Regions from separate parts of the Mus musculus genome. Here region 1 is linked to region 2. A link is a contact called in public promoter capture Hi-C data. All regions are on one chromosome and are shown on one strand. Each heading gives the region's core, a stretch centred on a gene start, on an enhancer-like site or on the middle of the called end of the contact. The rest is flanking DNA. Distances are from core to core; before and after follow the strand shown. Region 1 overlaps Adam12 (a disintegrin and metallopeptidase domain 12 (meltrin alpha)). Region 2 overlaps Fank1 (fibronectin type 3 and ankyrin repeat domains 1).

Region 1 (5,521 bases), core at 2,556-5,055, 390 kb before region 2:
ATCTACCCCAGCAGCTGATGTGAAACGGGAAAAGGTAGGAAATATGCAGACAAATGGGAGTCCTGCCACCTGCACGAGCAGAGGTGCCTTTGCAGGTGAGAGAGGAAGCACAAAGAGTGGGATTGATGACAACAACTCTGTTCAGAAGGAAAGGGAGCAAGGAAGATGAAAGGCTTAGATTCTTCCTCTAACATGTATGTTTGTGTGGGTATGTGTGCATGAGTGTGTGTGTGTGCACGCGCATATGTGTGTGTGTGTGTGTATTATATGTGTGTGTACATGTGTTTGCATGTGCATGCATGCCCATAGCATACATAGAAGCCAGAGATCAGCCTCAGGAATCATGTCTCAGGAGCCATCCACCTTCTATCTAAGACAGGGTCTCTCCATGGCTTGGAACTTGTCTAGTAGGCTGAGGACCAGGGAAGTCTAAGAGATCTGCCCATCTCTACATCCCCAGCACCAGAATTACTAGTAAATGCCCCTATATCCAGTTGTTTGTTTGTTTGTTTGTTTTTTCATGTGAGTTCTGGGGATTGAACTCATGTCCTTATGTTTATGGGGCAAACACTTTAATGATGGAGCCATCTCCCTAGCCCAGAAGGCCTAGGTTTGAGCTGCCTGCCAGCGATGTGAGCTCTGGGAAGGGCCAGTTTCCTGAAGCTCATTGCTCTACTCTATGTAGAGTAGGTGAACAGATCCTACTGGGTGGACTGCAGTATCTTTGCCCACCTGTGTGAGATGGCATATGTGGGTACATCAACATGAGATTGCTTTTACAACAGGGGCAACATACCCAGAAGCCCAGAGAAAGTCCTGAGGACATGAGTTGAGATGGACACTCTGGCTGGAACTTTTCCAATCATTGGTGACAATGTCAGATAAACTGGGTCTCCCTGTGAGTAGCCTCAGGTGGCTCTTGTTTTCCTTTGGGCTAAATTGTCCTCTTCTTACTTTAAGGAGGGCCTCCTAGGCCTGGCTGACCCTCGGAAATGTGTGGGATTCAAGATGAGTGTTACCTCCATGTGGCTCTGATTTGTGCTGATATAGTCAAGTTGAAGAATATAAATTGCATGATTTCCACAGAAAATCAATGTGACAATTTCTCTGCTCCCCACCCCACAGCTCTCATGAACAGCAATCTCGAGGACGCGCTGTAAAAGAGGAATTAGAGTCTGTGCCAGTGCACAGACCCTGCCTGCTTGTAGCTGTTTCAGTTTTTCCATTTTCTTCTTGGGAACAGGGAGGGGATTGAAATATTTACAAGAACATCGTTGGCCAGCCAGTGGCAAATATCGCCTGCTGTCTAATAAACTGGGCCTGTGTCTACACGCTATCCCATAGTAGGGAGGAAAAACGAGAAAGAAACAGTCTGCAAATATGTGGCTTTTTGATGCTGAAGAAGAAATAACTGCATTTGGATATTTTGAACTTTCATCTAGAAATGCCCTACAGGAGAACACCTCAGAGCAGGCAGCCTCCCAGAGTACGCACATGCACAAAGAAACCCACCTGGTGCAGCCTATCGATTTGACATATAGTTTTCCTAGATGATGGAGACACTTGAATTGCATTGGGTAGAAGGCCCTTCTGAAGTTTGCTAACATGTGAGTGCCACCCTGGATAATGGCGATCTGAACTTGTGTTTTTCCAGGAGCGCTTCCCCTTTGAATAAGGAGTTATGCAAATATTTGGCTTATGGCGGATACATTTGGATTCTTGTCCCGAACTTTATAACAATTGCATACTGAAACAGGCGACTCTGGCAGGAGCCCCCTCATAAACTACACTTTTTTTAAACGTATTTTAAAAGCAAATGATTTCGGTATTGCGGTCGGCTGCAGACATCATTTGTGCCTTAGCCAGGATATTATTTGAGAACTGCAAAGCTTGCTAGGTATGACATCCGTATATAAACCATGTGTTAGATAGATATAAATTCAGTTTTGAAATATTTGTTAGACTGCTCTTGGCTTTCTGTCTGTGCCAAACATGTGTTCTGGTGACAGATGGAGTCGTGTGAGCCCTGAATGAAACACTTGGGTGTGTATAGACTGTGTCTTCCAACAGTTGGGTATAAAATCCTCTGATTGACTAGAGGTCTGTTCTTCACCTCTGCCCCCTTTAAATACGTCACCATGGTATTCAGTCTTGAATTTTGTGTCATAGAAAGGATGTCTATCTGTGTTGTGAATTGGGCCATTCTCATGTTAACTTTACATTTTAAAATTAGAACATTTTCGTGAATGAAGTTTTCTACCCTGTAGGCCTGCAAACGATTCAAGTAAGCCTGGATCTGGGGTTGTCAGGCAAAATAGAGGACATTGTGGAAACACAAAATGTACATGGATACACATACACACAAATGAAGTATAAGTAGTTGCACAGGCTGAACTGATACTAAAAATTTAGTCATTGTTTTCCCAAAGTTTGGGTTTAGCTGAGTTCTTATGTTTTAATTTTCTAAATCTGGTGACTTGACCTGGATCCAACTTCACTGTTCACTCTCAAACGGAGTGACTGTCATCACATGCCCCACCCCCACCCCCAGAGATGAGGGATTAGTGAGCTTGGAAATGTCTGTGAGACAGAGGCAGAAGAAATCAATCCAGCCGTCTTGTAGAACAAGGAACATTCTATTAGAACAGAGCTTGAAGGTAGACAGAGCACATGCTATTGCTGATTGGTCTCAGCTTCTCCAGATAGATATACATCTCCTTCATTTCCCTTCTTGTAGGCAGAGAGGAGACATAAGGGGCACTGTAGGAGGGAGCCCCTCACTAGGCACCTGTCTATCTAAGCAGCCCTTCTCCTCCTCCTCAGTCCCTTGACGTCAGAACTCTCTCAATGGAAGCTTTTGGTGACATCTCAGCTGTGGTTGGGATGTCCATCTGCTCAGAGTGTGTTTACTTCCAGTCTCCTCTGATAAATGCACTGCTTCCCACGGGCAGAAATGGATGGGACTTGGGGGAGAGACACTCGGGAGACAGATGCTCAGGAGAGGCCTCTCCTTCCCTCTGCAATGCTAACTTTAAAACTGTTAAAAATTATTATTGTTGTTGTCGTCGTTGTTGTTGTGTGAGGGAGGAGAAGAAAGGGAGAGGGAGAGAGGGAGAGAAGGAGAGAGGGAGAGAGGGAGAGGACAAACACAGTGGATGTGTGGGGGCATGTATGTCATGGTGTTCATATAAAGGTCAGGGAGTCTATGCAGTCAGTTCTCTCTTACCATCTTTATGTAGGTTCTGGCAAGTTCCTTTACCTGCTGAACCATCTCTCAGTTCCAGTGCTAACTTTTTAAACCTTGATTTGATGTTATTTCTATTTGCATGCGCAGGTGTGTTTATATGTTCACATGTGTGCTAGTTTAAGTGCACCTATTGGGGGCGGTGCAGTGAGGCTGTGCACGTACACATGGAGGCTAGAGGGCAACTTTGGGTACCATTCCTCAGAAGTAATTCACCGTATTTTTTGAGGCAAGATATCTGGGCACACCAGTTAAGCCAGACCCAGCAAAGGAAATAAGGCACGCTAGCCACAAACAATCCTTCTGGCTGCGTTCCCAGTGCTAGTGAAGGGCAGCCATGGGAGAGTTCACCTCCTTACACGGTTCCAGAGGTTTACCCTAATAATAACCAATAAGCACTCATTGTTTCTATAATTTTTTCCCCATAGAAGTATATGGTGTGGTCAGAGGCTAAGAGAAGAAAAGAGTGAGTGAGCTTGAGGCATTGACAGCTACCCTGTCCCAAGGCAGAGAGCCAGGCTGGCATATCAGTGCCCATGCATTTAGAGCAACTGGTAAATTATTAATGTGTAGTTGAAACCAAGGCATTGATTCCCAGTTCTTTGGTCTTCATGTTCTGACTAGACACCTGCAGCCATCCTTGGATGAGGCTGGCACTGTCTTTTTAGAGAGATCAGAGTAAGAGCAGGCATTATGGTAAGGGGAAGAGTCTTCAAAAGCTTGAAAGTTCAAAAGCTTCTAAATTAAGCAACTTTATTTGCATTTAGAAAACCTTAATTTAAAGCTAAGCAATTATTTGGAAACACCAAAGCATGCTGTTTAGTTTTAAAACTGAGTACAAGCCAGTCAACTCTATTTTAAAAAATGCTCCTAGGTCAAGCCATATGCCTCACAGATACTTGCCAAATTGAATACATTAGGAGTTCTCTGAACTCGGAACTGGAATTTGATGTTGTAATAGTTTGAGTTGTTCTATTTCACTATCTAAATTAGGATTTTTTTCTAAGTTAACAGTCAGAAGCAGCAGCTAGAAAACCAAAATCATTTTGCACACACATCCAGACTGTCTCATCTTTATAATTGGTCACCAGGTCCTAGGTCTGTCACTCTGGTGCAGTCACCCTCACTGCTTCAAGCCCTCCTCCCAAGCTGCATTTGTTTCCCGCCTGTTCCCAGTTCATCCCAAGCAAACCGTAGGCGTCTCTACGGGTGGGAAGGGAGGGAGCGACGCGACTCTCCCACTGCCTTTCCTAATTCAAAATCTATCTCCTCACAGCAAAATCTTGCTAGTGTATGCAATGGTGTCGGCGTTTGGGAGCTGATTATGGGATGGATCTCTGCATATGGCAATCACTAGATGGTCCATCCTTTCGTCACAGCTCCAAATTTTGTCTCTGTAACTCCTTCCATGGGTGTTTTGTTCCCATTTCTAAGAAAGGGTGAAGTTTCCACACTTTGGTCTTCGTTCTTCTTGAATTTCATGCATTTGGTAAGTTGTATCTTATATCTTGGGTATCCTAAGTTTCTGGGCTAATATCCACTTATCAGTGAGTACATATTGTGTGAGTTCCTTTGTGATTGGGTTACCTCACTCAGGATGATACCCTCCAGGTCCATCCATTTGCCTAGGGATTTCATAAATTCATTTTTTAATAGCTGAGTAGTATTCCATTGTGTAAATGTACCACATTTTCTGTATCCATTCCTCTGTTGAGGGCATCCGGGTTCTTTCCAGCTTCTGGCTATTATAAATAAGGCTGCTATGAACATAGTGGAGCAAAGGGGGAGTGAGTGGGTAGGGGATTGGGGGGGGTAGGTATGGGGGACCTTTGGGATAGCATTGAAAATGTAAACGAGGAAAATACCTAATAAAAAATTTTTTAAAAAAAGCTATCTCCTCACAGGAATGTAGGTGATGCATCTCTAAAACCATTACTTAGGTTGAAACTCAAAGTGTATTTTTTTTTCATGAAGGAAAAGAAGTATTCTAAATGGTATCAAAAGTCCCAACTACATCATGAGTTAATAAGTATTTGAGGGCTGGCCTTAGGAAGTCAAGAGGTCTATATAAAGTGAACTTGAAATGCCTGTAGTGAATCCATGCTCTCTAAGTTCTGCTCTACCCTTTGGGGCTTAGTGTGCCCAGGGCCAGCATAGCAGGTGGACCCTCTTGAACAGAGAAAGCAAGATCTGGCTCCTGTGATGACGACTTCTGTTATGGACCCTTACTTGCCTGCTCTGATCTTAATTTGGCTCCTGAAGGAAGCCTTCCTGCTG
Region 2 (5,251 bases), core at 159-2,658:
AGCCCCCAAAATCACAGAGTGTTTGTACTTTCATCAGCTTATTCACTTTGTAATCTTTAAAGGTTCATCCATCCCAGCACTTAGAAGGCAGGGACAGGCAGATTTCTGAGTTTGAAGCCTGTGTGGTCTACATAGCAAGTTCTAGGTCAACCAAGGCTATCTAATGAGACTCTGTCTCAAATATATGTGTGTGTGCGTGTGTGTGTGTGTGTGTGTGTGTGTGTGTGTGTGTGTGTGTATACATGTGTATACAAAAGTTAAATCTATTTTATAGTATGTATCAGAATTGTCTTCCTTTTCAAGAATGCATGATGCTCCAATGTACATACCACATTTTTGTCTATGATTTGTAAATGGGCAGCTAAGTGACTTCTGCTTTGGGATGATCAGCAACGACACACGTGCTTTTACAACATATGTTTACACCAATATACATAATCAAAAGAGGTTGGCCCAGGCCCTCAGAGAAGGCTATGTCCCTAAGCTATAACAAATGTTCTCTCTGTACAATGACTTCTTCCTTCCCTTGTGTGGCAGAACACTGTCAGGGCCATTTCACACACTCGGAAGTCCTATTTGGGAATTCCTGTTCATTTCTTGCTATCTCCTGGAAGAACGAACTAGGGCAGTGAAGCAGATGTGATTAAACAAACAAATCAAGTTTATAGTAATCACCACAAATTGTCAAGCTAACATACAGAATGATCTAGAAAGGCCCATGGATCACAAACCGCGGAGTAGGCCTACGCAGCCGTTCACTGTGGACCACTCTGATTCTTTCAGCTCACACTTGTCTACCTCCCAGTCACACTTCTCAAGTGCTCCACATTTAAGGTTTAGGACCAATAGCAACACATGGGTGTGATTCTAAGCACAGATATCAGCCAGCTCCACTCAGGGCCCTCCTCGCTTACATTATTCTCATTATTCTACATTATTTCACATTGTGATTCACAGATGTGCCTGCCCTCTGGATTTTGTTTTTTTTTTTTTTTTTTGGGTTTTCTTTTTTTGTTTTTTTTTTTTTTTTTTTTGGTTTTTCGAGACAGGGTTTCTCTGTATAGCTCTGGCTGTCCTGGAACTCACTTTGTAGACCAGGCTGGCCTTGAACTCAGAAATCTGCCTGCCTCTGCCTCCCGAGTGCTGGGATTAAAGGCCCGTGCCACCACACCTGGCTAAGGGTAATTATTTTACATCTGTATGTCAGCCACCATCTTACCAATGTTTGAAAACCATCTTTTAAAGGCTAAATCACACCCACCCATGAGCTGAGTCCTTGTTTCTCCAAGAGATCTGTGGGCAGCAGACTGGCCAGCCTTGGGAAGCTGGTCAGACAGCAGGACTGATAGCTAGACACTGGAGTTAGGGCCAAGCCAGGTTGGCACACACCCTGCTGACCTCAAATGTGGAGGAACCAGACCTACCTGTCTACCCAGCCTTTCCTGGTCTTTACTGTTGTCTCCTCGGTTAATCACACAGCTTGCTGCCAGCAGCCCCACCTTTGGAATCCAGCCCTGAACACACAGACCTCACTTCAGGGAAGGAAAGGACACTCTTCAGCTAGGAGCCTCTAAGCTTGCTGCCTCTCCACTAGGGCCATAGCAGGAGGAAAAACTGCTTCCCAAGGCTGGGCGGGCAGAGAGCATGGCAGAAACCAAATCCTTCAAGGGTCTACAAAGCCCAGTTGAAAATTCATATTTATTTTCCTTGCTAGGAAGAATTGAGTTTTTAATCTTCAGTACTGATATAGTTGAGAAGGAACACTTTGGGGGCTGGCACATAGCTCAGTGGCACAATCCGTTGCCCAGCATGAACCAGGTCCTGAGAGAAAAGAGAGAAAGCAAGGGAAGAAAGCATGTCTCTTCCGCGCATCACGTGGTAGTCTCTATCCAGCTCTCTGCCCTGTCCTTCTAAGTCAAGTGATGAGGTAAGTGCCTGTGCCTCACCTCCCTGTCTAGCAAGCCGAGCTTCTGACCTGGTGGGGGTCAGGCACAGAGATAACAAATGAGACCAAAAAGAACAGAAAAGAAGCAGAAACGAATGTGGGCAATGAAGGGGAAAAGGAACACAAATCTATAAGATAAATGTGGTCGCCCTGTATGACACTGGAAACCACCACACTCCCCAAAGTGGAGTTTGCTCTGATTAATTCCAGGAGGGCAGGAGGTATTGGGGAGAAGCAACCATTCTAAGGCTAAAGTGATGCAGAGATTCCAGCTAGCTGCTGCCCTGTGAAAGAGGACAGGTCTGCCCCAATAACACCCACAAGCTCTGCGCTGTCAGACTTCCGGGCCTGGGCTTCCTGACTCAAATCTGATTCTATTTATTCTCTTCTGGATCTTGTTCTGCTAACTCTTCTGGCATGGCATGCACAGTCATCATAGGCCAGGCCCGGCGGCAGGCACCAGGCACAGCTCTGTTCATCCACAGGGATCCCAAAGGGAAGGTCTGTCTCTCCTCTTACCCACCTATCCCAACTGGAGAGAGGCAGGGGCTGACACTCAGTCAGGATTCCTGATTCCTGTGCCCCTCTGTGACTTGCCAACTGTGCTGCTGGCATCATTGCGATGTAATGATTAATCTGCTCTATCTAAAATTAACTCAAAGTAAACAGATGCCAGCTGAAGTGGGGCAGAGTGTCATCACAAGAGACACATTTAGCAGGAAAGAGCTGTGGCAAGCCAGCCTGACTCATACTGACAGGGCTGTAAGGAGAGCTCACAGGGCACCAAGCCTTGGGACAGTCCCAGCTCTTGGCAGGCCACTGGAGGATGGAGTTTAGGTGTCAGAGAAGAGAAACCTTTGAATCAGACGTTTGTAATCATCAAAGAGTAGCAAGTCATTGACACAGCTCTGGGATCATGGGGCGGGAAGCAACAACCCTTCCTCAGCACCTGTCTGTCTGCTTGTTCTTTCCCTTCCCAAGAATCAAACAGACAAATTGTAACTGGGCTCATTGCCAGTGAGTCACTGTCTTGTATTCCCAAGACACGGGAGTCATTACTTTTTTTTTTTTTTTTTTTTTTTTTTTTTTTTTTGGTGTTTTCGAGACAGGGTTTCTCTGTATATCCCTGGCTGTCCTGGAACTCACTCTGTAGACCAGACTGGCCTCGAGCTCAGCAATCTGCCTACCTCTGCCTCCCAAGTGCTGGAATTAAAGGCGTGTGCCACCACTGCCTGGTGAATCATTACATTTTGTGCTTTCTGAAACATTGGGGGTTTTGAGGAGACAGAGTGTAAGTGGATAGCTGACTTCCCAAGGTTTGTGATTACAGACATGTGGCACCTCACTTAAAGCTCTTTAGAAGCTTTTTAGGGGGTCCAAGTGGCTGGCTAGCACTGGCTCACACTGAAGTCACAGCATGTTAGATAGAAGCAGCAGGCCAACCAGATGTTTATCTCATTAGTGTCTTCACACCACATCAATTTAGATTTCCAACAGCCAGACGTCTCACAGAAGGCAAGAAGTTCAGGTTGCCAATGATTTCAGTTAGTACTATGGGAAGAGACAGTTAATATGATACAATACCTACAGTACCCAGCAAATGCCTTTAATCTCAAACTCAGAGACAGGCAGGTCTCTTGGGAGACCTAGACTAGCCTGATCTACATCTGGAAGGCCAGACCAGCCAAAGGTACATAGTGAGAATCATCTTTAAAAAGAAAAAAAGATTATCTTAATGAGTTAGCAACTTATGGTAATGCTGGTCCCCAAGCTAAGGGAAGGAGCGTGGTGATCTGGGTTCATCGCTCCTTCCCCCCTCCCCCCCCCCAACACGTTTGTGGCACAGGTATTAGTCCTTTAAAATGGCAGAACCAACAGGCTTTATCCCATGTGCAAATAATTTTCACCAGTGGCATCCCAAAGCGGAAGTTCTACTTGACCTCCGTGAGAAAGATCTCTGGTAACCCCAAGACGGGGTGAGGTGGGGGTGGGGCAGGATGCTGTGTGATTGCTGATTCTGTTTTACCTTCAGTCAGCCAACCCGCATAGTGATCAGGACACTGACAGCAGCCCAGTCCTCAGTCTCTGCAGACTGACAATGTGGGACTCAGGTCCAAAGCTAAGGAGACCTTTTCATAAGCAGACCTTGATAGAGCATGTTTGATACCACATTTCTTGTCTGCTGACAGGTGCTGTTGGGGATTGTGTTTTCTTTTCTCATCATATAGACAGCCTGCAGTATGAGGTGTTGGAGGGAAATGAAGATAAATGCTGTGGACAAGAGCAGAATCAAGGACCCACTCCTAACTCTGAAGGATGGTTTAAAACAAGTTACGGATGGGAAAACTTATTAGAATTTGACACCATCAAAATAGCAAAAATCCAAATAGCCACTGTGTTCAAGTGGCTGTGGGGAGAGGGGAGCTCACACTTGTTGCTGCTTAGAGTGACAATGGTTGTGACCCCCACAGACCACTGCTGGAGTTGGGATGGACCATGTCCCCCTAACAGCCTATGTGTTGAAGGCTTGGTCCTCAGCAAGCAAATGCAGGTTAGGAGGAGGGGCCTATGGGAGAGTCTTAGACCATTCTCGGTTTGTCTGTGAGGAGACCGTGGGGCCCCAGACTTCCCTCTTCCTTTGCTATTTCTTGGTCATGGGGTAAACAGTCCATGCCACTCTGCACTCCCCGCTGTTGCCATCTGGGGGTCCCATGAGGACCAAAAGCAGTGGCTCAAGTCCTTCTTAAATTGAACTTCCAGAGCAGAAGCAGTAACCTCCTCCTCCACGCTGGTCTCCCAGGTGTCGTAGAATGGAAAGCTGCTTTAAGAAGAATGAGAAGAATGATTCAGGGCTGGAGAGATGGCTCAGTGGTTAGAAAACCTGGTGAGGACCCAGGTTCAATTCCCAGCACCCACATGGTGACTCACAATTATCCCTAACTCCAATTCCAGGGAATCTGACGCCCTCTTCTGATGACTGTGGGAGCACATGTGGTGCACAGAAAGAGATACATGCAGGCAAATTTTTCATACACATAAACCTAAAAAGAAAAAGTTTTTTAAAAAGAACAATTTAATTATTACAAAACTAGCTTCAAGTACTCCAGGCCTAAACTCTTCCCCATAGATACAGATGCACAAACACAAAATGTCAGACTCAAAAGGTAGCCACTTTTGGTTTAAGTAAAATGGCCACACTGGTCTCCCGCTGCCACCATAACCACAAACAGTTGCTTAAAACAACAGTCTTGCAGTTCTGGGGATCACAAATCCAAAATGCATCTTAGAGGGTTCAGGTCCAAGGCT

Evidence for each region. Promoter capture Hi-C pulls out the DNA fragments that hold promoters and counts their contacts.
Region 1: a contact with region 2 is called in a promoter capture Hi-C map of liver, with 3 times the contacts expected there. The contact joins two enhancer-like sites. A contact is called at or near these places in 1 of 39 promoter capture datasets (liver) and 1 of 9 other capture datasets (adipose tissue).

What each region holds. Positions count from the first base shown.
Region 1 is chr7:134,186,800-134,192,320 of GRCm38.p6, reverse strand. The region is part of intron 1 of Adam12 (a disintegrin and metallopeptidase domain 12 (meltrin alpha)); the gene reads left to right. It overlaps 5830403F22Rik (a long non-coding RNA gene), which reads left to right. Exons shown (of 2, transcript XR_870010.1): 1 at 1-4,733. Among named protein-coding and RNA genes, the nearest start is that of 5830403F22Rik, 5.3 kb to the left of the region's middle. Within about 2 kb of position 3,805, at least 17 of the 459 cell types and tissues checked have an H3K27ac peak or open chromatin away from gene starts, as enhancers often do. A contact at or near this core is called in adipose tissue and liver, where this site is marked.
Region 2 is chr7:133,791,133-133,796,383 of GRCm38.p6, reverse strand. All of the region lies in intron 1 of Fank1 (fibronectin type 3 and ankyrin repeat domains 1), which reads right to left. Among named protein-coding and RNA genes, the nearest start is that of Fank1, 17 kb to the right of the region's middle. Within about 2 kb of position 1,408, at least 131 of the 459 cell types and tissues checked have an H3K27ac peak or open chromatin away from gene starts, as enhancers often do. A contact at or near this core is called in adipose tissue and liver, where this site is marked.